Linked DNA regions of Rattus norvegicus: region 2 is linked to region 1. A link is a contact called in public Hi-C data. All regions are on one chromosome and are shown on one strand. The core of a region is the stretch at or near the end of the contact, and the rest is flanking DNA. Distances in the headings are between cores, read along the strand shown. Region 1 overlaps Atp11c (ATPase phospholipid transporting 11C). Region 2 holds the start of Atp11c (ATPase phospholipid transporting 11C).

The links. Hi-C and Micro-C count contacts between places; a contact is called where the count stands out from the background.
Region 2: a contact with region 1 is called in a Hi-C map of hepatocytes, with 1.6 times the contacts expected there. The contact joins the promoter of Atp11c here to the enhancer-like site in region 1. A contact is called at or near these places in 3 of 12 Hi-C or Micro-C datasets (hepatocytes, kidney and liver).

Annotation. Positions count from the first base shown.
Region 1 is chrX:143,726,234-143,730,630 of GRCr8, forward strand. The region is part of intron 2 of Atp11c (ATPase phospholipid transporting 11C); the gene reads right to left. Among named protein-coding and RNA genes, the nearest start is that of Mir3589, 50 kb to the right of the region's middle. Within about 2 kb of position 2,083, at least 2 of the 93 cell types and tissues checked have an H3K27ac peak or open chromatin away from gene starts, as enhancers often do. A contact at or near this core is called in hepatocytes and liver, where this site is marked.
Region 2 is chrX:143,786,186-143,790,484 of GRCr8, forward strand. Atp11c (ATPase phospholipid transporting 11C) reads right to left here and starts at 2,222. Exons shown (of 31, transcript XM_039100444.2): 1 at 2,113-2,222; 2 at 1,130-1,228. The coding sequence starts at 1,156.

The DNA.
Region 1 (4,397 bases), core at 833-3,332:
CCAGGAGTAGAGAGAGAAAAGAATAAAAGAAAGAAAAGAGGTATTTCTTCTTGTATGAATCCAAGTAACCTATGATTTTTATCCAGAATGTTATATCTCCAATTTTACCAAAGTCTAGTTTTTTTTTTCACAGCTGTTAAACATTAGGTTTCCTTCTTAAATACATTCCCCACAATGAACAAATTTCTAAAGAACCAATTCATGCAAGTTTGTGGTATCAGTGCTTGTAACTTTTAGTATGAATTACCTCTGGACTTAAATTCATATACTAGAGTCTGATAATCTGAATTAAGGAACTAATCAAAAACGGCTTTGGGATGTTTAAATAAGATAAAGCTTAGCAACTGTTCAAAGAGCAGGCATACAATCCACTGTTTTACTTTGTAAATCTTGGACCTACATTATTTGTCAATGTTCTTTATCCCTTTCTTTATAAATAAATAGACAAATGAATAAATGCCAATCATTCAACTGCTATACTAAAAGCAGAAACTAAGCTTTAATCATGATCATAAACACTACATATCAATGCTCTTGTTTATTCCTGAGAGCACACATTTTCATTTTTTTAAGTAACCTAAAAAAGGGCATCACAACCAAGGCTTCTCACTACATTTCTAAAACAGCAGTAGACTAAATAGCAGGGGCATGCTTTAGGAACAACAGGCTTAGTAAACAACAGTGCTTTAGGAACAACAGGCTTAGCCTCTTTTCGACAGATAGAAAAGATAGAGAAACTACAGAGTATTTTGTGTAATCCTGAACTGCTCATATGGTATAGCATTTGGACAGAAGAAAGGGTAGGGAGACAAGAGAGAAAGGGGGACAAGCAGGGAGGGAGCGAAATGGAACAAATATGAATGGATGAATGAGAATGAATAAAGGATTAAAACAGTAAAACCCTTTTAAAAGCCTGTTACAACTACCTGTGACTGTGATCCTGCTGCTTATCTTCATATTATTCTGTATTTCTCCCCAAAACATTTTCTTTTCTTTGTTTAGACTGTATAGCTTAGGCAGTCCTGGAATATACTATGTAGCCCAAGCTGGCCTCAAACTCAAGGAAAATCTTTTCTGGTTTCAGTCTACCCAGTGCCGGAATTCCAGGCATGGGATATGTTCAACTCTTTCACATTCATAACCTTATTGTTCCCTCTCCCTTCCTCTCTTGTCTTTCATGATTATGCTATGCCCTGCAGAAATTGCTAGCCTAGCCTTGTTAACCATTTTCTCTTTAGTATTAAATTGGAAATTCTCCCCTGGAAATACCCGTATATTCTTGACATGCCTCCAACTTCACCACCCAGAGTTTCCTTTAGCCCCTGCACTGCTCATATAGTCTACGAATTCAACCTCATCACCTCGTACCTTTTGGCTCATACCACGTGAAGAGAAACACTGGTTGCTTCTCACATGGGCAACTATCCACCCTAAGAACTTTTGACCTCATTCACTTGGGTCATTAGTAATTCCATTTCATCTCCTTCCAGCATCTGATGAAACTGTCATGTTAATGTGCAGTCAATTTATTCCATAATTCTTTGACGTCTTTATCTCCATGACCTTTAACATCATCTCATCATCTCTATCAAAAACACTTTGGTCACTTATTGACACTGAATGAAGACTTTGAAACTTGGCTTTCACTCTTGTTCTCTACACTAACTCTTGCTACAGTACTTGGAAAGTCCATTATCCACAAAAGACAACCTCCCCCAGCTGATCCAGAAACCTAGAAGTCTCAGAACTTCTTTTCTACAATCTCACATTCAACCTAAGCATAGTTTTCAAGGTTTTATAGCCCTCTCAAATTGCCTTCCATACTTTGTTCTACATGAGACCTTGCTCCTTCATCCCGCAGCCAATGTCCTCTAGTTCCAAGAGGCTTCTCCCATTTCCCTGCATGGATATACCAGCTCTTTGTTCTAGTTTGAGAAACAAAAAATGGCTGTTCTGATCAAAAGCCTTCACCTACACTTCTTTCCTTTTTTGAGACAGGCTCTCTTTTATTTTGTCCTGGCTGTCCTGGCAGTTTCTAAGGAGACCAAGCTGATCTGGAAGCTCACAGATCCACTTGTCTCTGCCAACCAAGTGCTGCAATTAGAGGTGGCGAATCACCAAGCCTAGCTACTCCCTTTTCTGATTTCAATGTTCCCACCTCTGTGCACCAATGCCATAATTTTGCCTCTACATCATTAAGTCACGTCATGTCTACTCTGTCCCCCATTATTCCTTCCTTTAAATATGTTTAAGCACTCCCGACTTTAAAAAAAAAAATCTCCCTAGCCTCTTCCTTCTACTAGGACTATTGAGAAGGAAGAGCCTTTAGGACAGAGATTATTTTGTTGTGATCACTGGTATACCACAATTACCTACAGCAATGCCTAACATGTAGTAAGAACTTAACACATAATTGCTAAAGAAATGACCATCTTTCTCAAAATAAAATAAAACAGACAAAAATATCCAGGGATTCCCTCATGCTTTCTCTCCACCTTCTTTCTCTGTAATTTGGTTAGCATATTCCCACAATACAAACTTGCTAAATCCAATGGAAACTTACAGTTTAAATTTTTCTTCTGATTTTTTGCTGTTTTATAGTATTCTGCAAATACTAAAACAATCCAGAGCTCTAATGCCTGGCAGAGAAATATTCTACTACTGTACCAGCACTCGCTCCAGGTGCCAGGCTTGGACATCTCTCTAGCCCTACCACCACCATCCACAGAAAGACTGCTTGCCCTTTCTTTCCATGACACCACTTTTCTTTAAGGAATCTTCTTCATTTTCCCTTGCTGGATCTGTTTTTCCTCCCTGAATAATAAATGCTGATATTTCTCTTGCCTGTAAATATTCTGTCTAACCACATATTCATCCTGAGTAGCAAAATGCTAAGTTGGTTTCATTTATTATCCAATCTTTGAAAATGAATTAATCCATTCCCAGATTTTTCTAAGGTCTATACATAATTTTAAACTGTCAAACATTACTGACATCTTAAGTTTATGTTCAAAGACATAATTTGTTCATTTTATTCTCATAATCAGCTGATAACAGAAGATTTTAGTGAGTATTATCTTCACTACACATTTGAAGAAGTCAGGCTACAGCGAAGAAAGCAATTTATGAAAGTACACGAAGCTAAGTAAATTGTAGCATAATTATATAATGATTTGAGTACCTCCTCAAACAGCTTTATTGACCTGTCATTAATATACTCATAGGACCTACTTTTTTATCATGAAATAATTTTTAATATATTCAAAGCATCATGCAACTATTAACACAATGCAATTTTAGGTTTTCATTGCTCCCAAGAAATGCAGTATGGGGTAATTGCTTACACTGAAAACTTTTAAACTTTGATTTTAGAAAGTAAACTATTAAGATTATTTTAGTATTACCCTTAATGGTTAAGATATTGAATTAGCGTAGGTAATCCTCAACAGGTTAATGTATAAAAAAAAGTAACACATACAAACACTAGACTGTTATCAGCTATAAAAAATGAAATCTTGTCTTTACAGCACATTGGATTGAATTAGAGGACAAAATGATACGTTAAATAAGCTAAAGAAAGACAAGTAGGGTCTCGCTTACATATGGAATCTTCACAGAGGCTGACTTCAAAATAGAACGATTAGTAAAGACTGAGAAAGCATTAGGGTAACAAAAGAAAGGTTGAATGTGACTGGTGATGTCTATCTACATGGTAATGTCACACTGAATTCCATTAGTATATATAAAAATATATGTCAATAATTTTAAAAATTCAAATAATATTCTATATTCTACAGTTGCACATACAATAGTTTAACAAGGCAAAATACTATTATGTGTTTAGAAAAATACTCCACAGGATTAGATTTATTCACTTGCTGTGCCAAATCTGAAGAAAGATATAAATATATTCCTACAAGTAGACAAATATTGTACTCATCATATATTACTTACCAGAATGTAGACACAATCAACCCCTATGTGAACAACAAACAAAACACCTTAATAGAACATTTCCTTACAAGCACAACTTTCTATTTTTTAGATTTATTTTGTACACATGAATATTTTGCTTGCATGCATGTTATTTGCTTGCATGCCTTATGTTCACAGAGGTCAGAAGAAAGTTGTGAATCCCATGGAACTGGAGTTATGGAAGGTTGTGAGCCACCATTTTCTACAATGTATATGTGTCCAGTTTCATGGAGGAATTCAGAATGAAATAAACAGCAACTATCAGTAGTACATGCAGTACAAATAAAAGAAGGTGGTTAGCAAAGGGAAATAGAGAGTTTATAAAAGAGAAGAGTTCATTAGTTTTTTTTAATGATTACAATTAGAAAAAGTATCTATTTCCATGCCATCCCAAGAGGGATAAGGCAAGAATGAAACTTATT
Region 2 (4,299 bases), core at 972-3,471, 60 kb after region 1:
GAACTACGAAAAAATATGTCACCAAAGATTTAATTAGAAATGACCCCACAAAGTTATCAAATTGTCAAGTTCTTAAATCTATCCTAAGACGGAAGGGGGAAGCACTCCGCATTCTTTCCCCTTAACAGGAGTGGGGGGGGCACCGAAATTTTATGATGAAGGCTTTCTTTAACATCCCTGGCAGAAATAAAGTCCTATTCCCTGACACCTCTTCTGGAAATTTGGTAAGTTACTACAAACAGCATATAAGTAAACTGCTCTACTTTGCTCAATTCTTAATGTACCCTCTGAGTAAACAGGTTAATCCAAAAAGTCAATAGCAGACAGAAATAGAGTCCCCCCATCTCCGTGCCAAAAATTATCACAGAGATGAAATTCCCTTTTCTGGGGTCTTGGAGGGGATTGAAAACGTGGCCCCAGGAGCTCAGCTACCGGATGGATTCCAAGTCTGGAACCAACGGAGCTCTGAGAGGCTTCAGCTCCAAGCTCTGCAAGGCTGGTGCAGCCTCCCGCTGTCGCTTGCTGGCCTCAGCCCACCGTGCCCTCGCTTTTTCTCTTGCCCTCAAGGTGAGCTTAGAGGCTGAGTCCTCAAAGTTTGCCTGGCCTCTGGTCAGCGGCCGCCCCACCGGGCCGAACCCGGGACGAGGCTGAACCCTGGTTTAGCCTCCAGCTCTCTCAGACCCCTAGCTCTTCTTTTGGGCCACAGTGACAGGTCTAGGTTTACCTCCACGTGCTCGTGGCTGAGGAAACAAAAGAAAGCTTCCTCCCCGATAATCCAACGCCATCTTCTACTAATTGGGAAACTGAGCCCCCCCCGCCCCAGGGAGCCCCCCGCCCCGAGTTCCGCGCGCCTGCCACTCCGAGGCGATCCCCAGTCAGGAGGCAGAGTTCTTCAGAGCCCCGGGGAGCCTTGGCTGAAATGTCCTGGAGCAGGGGTGGGACAGCCAAGAACCCCACCTGCCTCCCCACCCAGGCCACCCGGAGTGCCGGGTTTCCGTTAAAAAGCAGAGGAGGGAGAAGAGGGGCTGGCGCGTCCCACTCGTCCCCTCGCACGGGTACTGGGAAGGAGCGGCGGGGGCCAGGGAACCGGCCACCGGGGTACGCGTGGAGCCGCAGCAAGTGTACTCACCAAACGATTGAGGGTCCGGCGGAACATCGCGTCCGAGGCTGCGGGGTGCCAGGCTGGGCTCCACTGGGCTGTCTGGGAAGGCGCCGTCCACAAAACACACTGCGGCGTGGGCCCGCGGCGCAAAGCGGACAGCTAGCTCGCCTGCCCCGCCGCCAGCCCGCCGCCTGCCCTCCTCGCCTCTGCGCGCCCCCGCCCCCGGCCGCCCAACCGCCCGCCCGCCCCCGCGCGCCGCCCCGCCCCGCCTTCCCCCGCGACCCGCCCCCAGCCCCGGCCTGCCCGGCTCGGGGGCGGCGGCCCCGTTGCTCCCCTTATCTGGCCTCAGCACCGCCCGGCACTCCCGCTGCAGCCCGCCTAGAAGCGAGCCGGGCGCGCGGGGGAGGGTTGGTGGAGCGGCCGCGGCTCTCCCTGCGGGGGGGGGGGCGCTCCAGACTCCCCGTTAGCGCCCGCCTCAGCACCCCGCGCCTCACACTCGTCCTGCCGCTAAGCCCCCCGCCCGACTCCCCACTCGCTAGCTCCAGCGGACGCCCCTCTCGGGCGTCCCCACGCCTCGCCTGACACTACTCCCAGGGGTCTGTGAGAAGCCACGCTCTCCCTCACCCCGGCCCTAACTCGTCCGTGGCACCGCTTCACTGGCAGTCCTTCCTCGGCCCCGCGCTTTCCGACCAGCACTTCTGGCTGAGAAGAGCCTTGGCGTGGCCTGCCTCAAGGCTGCTGGACGCGCCCGCTTCCTGCCCGGGAGTGGCCGCTCCCTGAGGGAAGACTCCGGACTAGCCAGGGACTGAGGAGACCCTGGCGCGGGCGGGCGCGGCAAGGCGCGGGCGGTGGGAGTAGTTACAAAAGCCGCCCCCTCCTAGGCTACAGACGGGAGACGCTCCCCTCTCGGGTCCCACCTAAGCCGTCTTCACCTCGTAGTTTGGGTTTGGGTTGGGGCTTTTTGGGTTTGCGTTTTCTTTCGTCTGTCTACCCCGCCTAAGCCCTCTTACTTCCACTTTCTCTAGGAGGTTGTAAAGTCGGGCTTTGTGTCGTTGGTGCTGCGAAGCGGGGCGGGATTTCCCTGCCACCCTCTCCTTGATCGCCCGCCCTTTTCCACGCTCCCAGTGCAACCTGGGAGTTGTAGTCCATCGGTTCTCTTGGGCTGTTACTGTGGGCTGGGAGCTCCCCCACATGCCCGACACGGGTCTGCTCACTGTGTTGCTGAGACTGTTTGGCTAAACCAGGGTTCCCACCCACCAGCTGCGTGTGGAAATCAGAAACACTGGGTAGATTCTTAGTTGTGGGAAATGTGATGAGGAGGATAAATTACGTAAAGCCCCGAGTGCTGAAAAACTTTCCCAGAACTCAACATTTACGCCACATGAAATCCTGCATGCCCTCAATTTGCTAACTTAACAATTATAATACACAAAAGTTTAAAACGTAAAAATGAAAGCTTGCTCAAGTAGTCCCTTGAGCCCGGACAGTTCTCTACGCTCTCACCCTTTTTTTCCACCATCCTCTGAGGAGGCCCGCCCTAGGCTGTGAGCTGAGAACTTTCCAATTCTTCTATAAACACATTAAAGAAGTAGGTAAAGGCAGTTCTGTACAGAGAGGCCTGTTCTCTCGCCAGCCTAGAAAGGTTGGGTTCAGCTAGTCTCTTGACCTAATGTGAACTCCTGAAGGGATTTTAATGTGAGGAGGCTAGGGCACTCCTCATTTTACCCTCGAAGGATAGTTTGATCTCAACAAACATTTACTGCATTTTTTTTTTCTAGAAGCTGGAAACAGCAATGTGTTTTAAAAGACCTCCCCAGTAGGCTGGCCGAAGTGAAGTTACAAGCTACAAACATGTAAAACCTACATGTTAGAATGTAATGATTTCTAATGCTAAAGGAAACAGGGGAGAGGGCAATGTCTTTGCAAAGGATCCTGGGAAACTCTCCGGAAAACCATGAAATTTTCATTGGGCCAAACTTATAAACAGAGCTGCTGGAGAATAATGCAAGCCTGGACATGTGGGAAGGCTTCGGAGGAGCCCAGGGAACAAAGTCCTGGGGAGAGAAGGAGAGGTCAGTTGGAAAGTACAGTGCAGCCTAAGAAAAGGAACACAGCCACTCTGTCAAGCAGGAACCAGGACACCTGTGGGCGGGGCATTACAAATGAAAGCTAACCCCTAAGCATTCATAGAAACAAGCTATGAAGTTTGACCCTGTTTCTGTGGTCAAGGAGGAGCCCAAGCACAATAAAGTGCAAATGCAAGAGACTTAAATTAGTTCCTGAATGGCTCTAACTGCCTAGAGGTAAAGTCCACCATTTCTTCTTTCCCTGCTATGACTTTCTGCCCACACTTAAGGTGTGTGGAAGGATTTGTAAGAACTCTTAACATTTGTATTAATTAGATAGTAGGATACTTAATCGACAACATGTATAATACTGTGCTCTCTACTCCAAGGAATTGCTTTTAAGTGAAGTTGTTTTTTCCTGACTTGTACTGAACACAGAAATTCATTTACTGGTTATTAGTTGACTTTTATGTGACAGACACTATTCTTAATACTAAAATGGGGAAGTGAAGGGAGTTATTACCACTCAGTAATGTGCCTGACAGAAATAAAGATATTCTCAGGAGACATTTGTGTCTCTCAGTCTGACTATACATCACAGTTTTGAAACAATGGATCCCAAAGGAATGGAAATTTACAGGGGAATCCCCTAGTTGGTGATGAAAAAACTCCCTGCCAGAAAGGGAAATTTGTCCAGAGAAGAGATTCTACACATTTCTAACGATTTGTCAGACCATCTTACAATATGAAACTAAAATCCAGATGATAATGTGGCTAGGTCAATGCTAGGTGGGACCACACTTTGCCTGAGAGTGTTTTGATGTGCATGTCCTTTGGGGAGAAGTATTGAATGAGCTGCCACTGGATTTCTTTGTCCTTTATCAATGTGACCACATTGCCTAAATCTTTTTCTGCTCTACACTTTTAACTTGGCTCTTGTAACTCTTATTGACGATGGGCGGCCACCTCTGCCTTGAGTCGCAGGTTGTAACCCCAAGATTGATAGCCATCCAGGGAGAAATCTAGAATCTTTATCAAAGAAATGTAAACTTTAACTGTTTCAGACAGTTCGGGGTGGGAGCTTCGCTGGTAAATCCTTTCTCCGTGAAGCGGATGGAAGTAAATGTACTC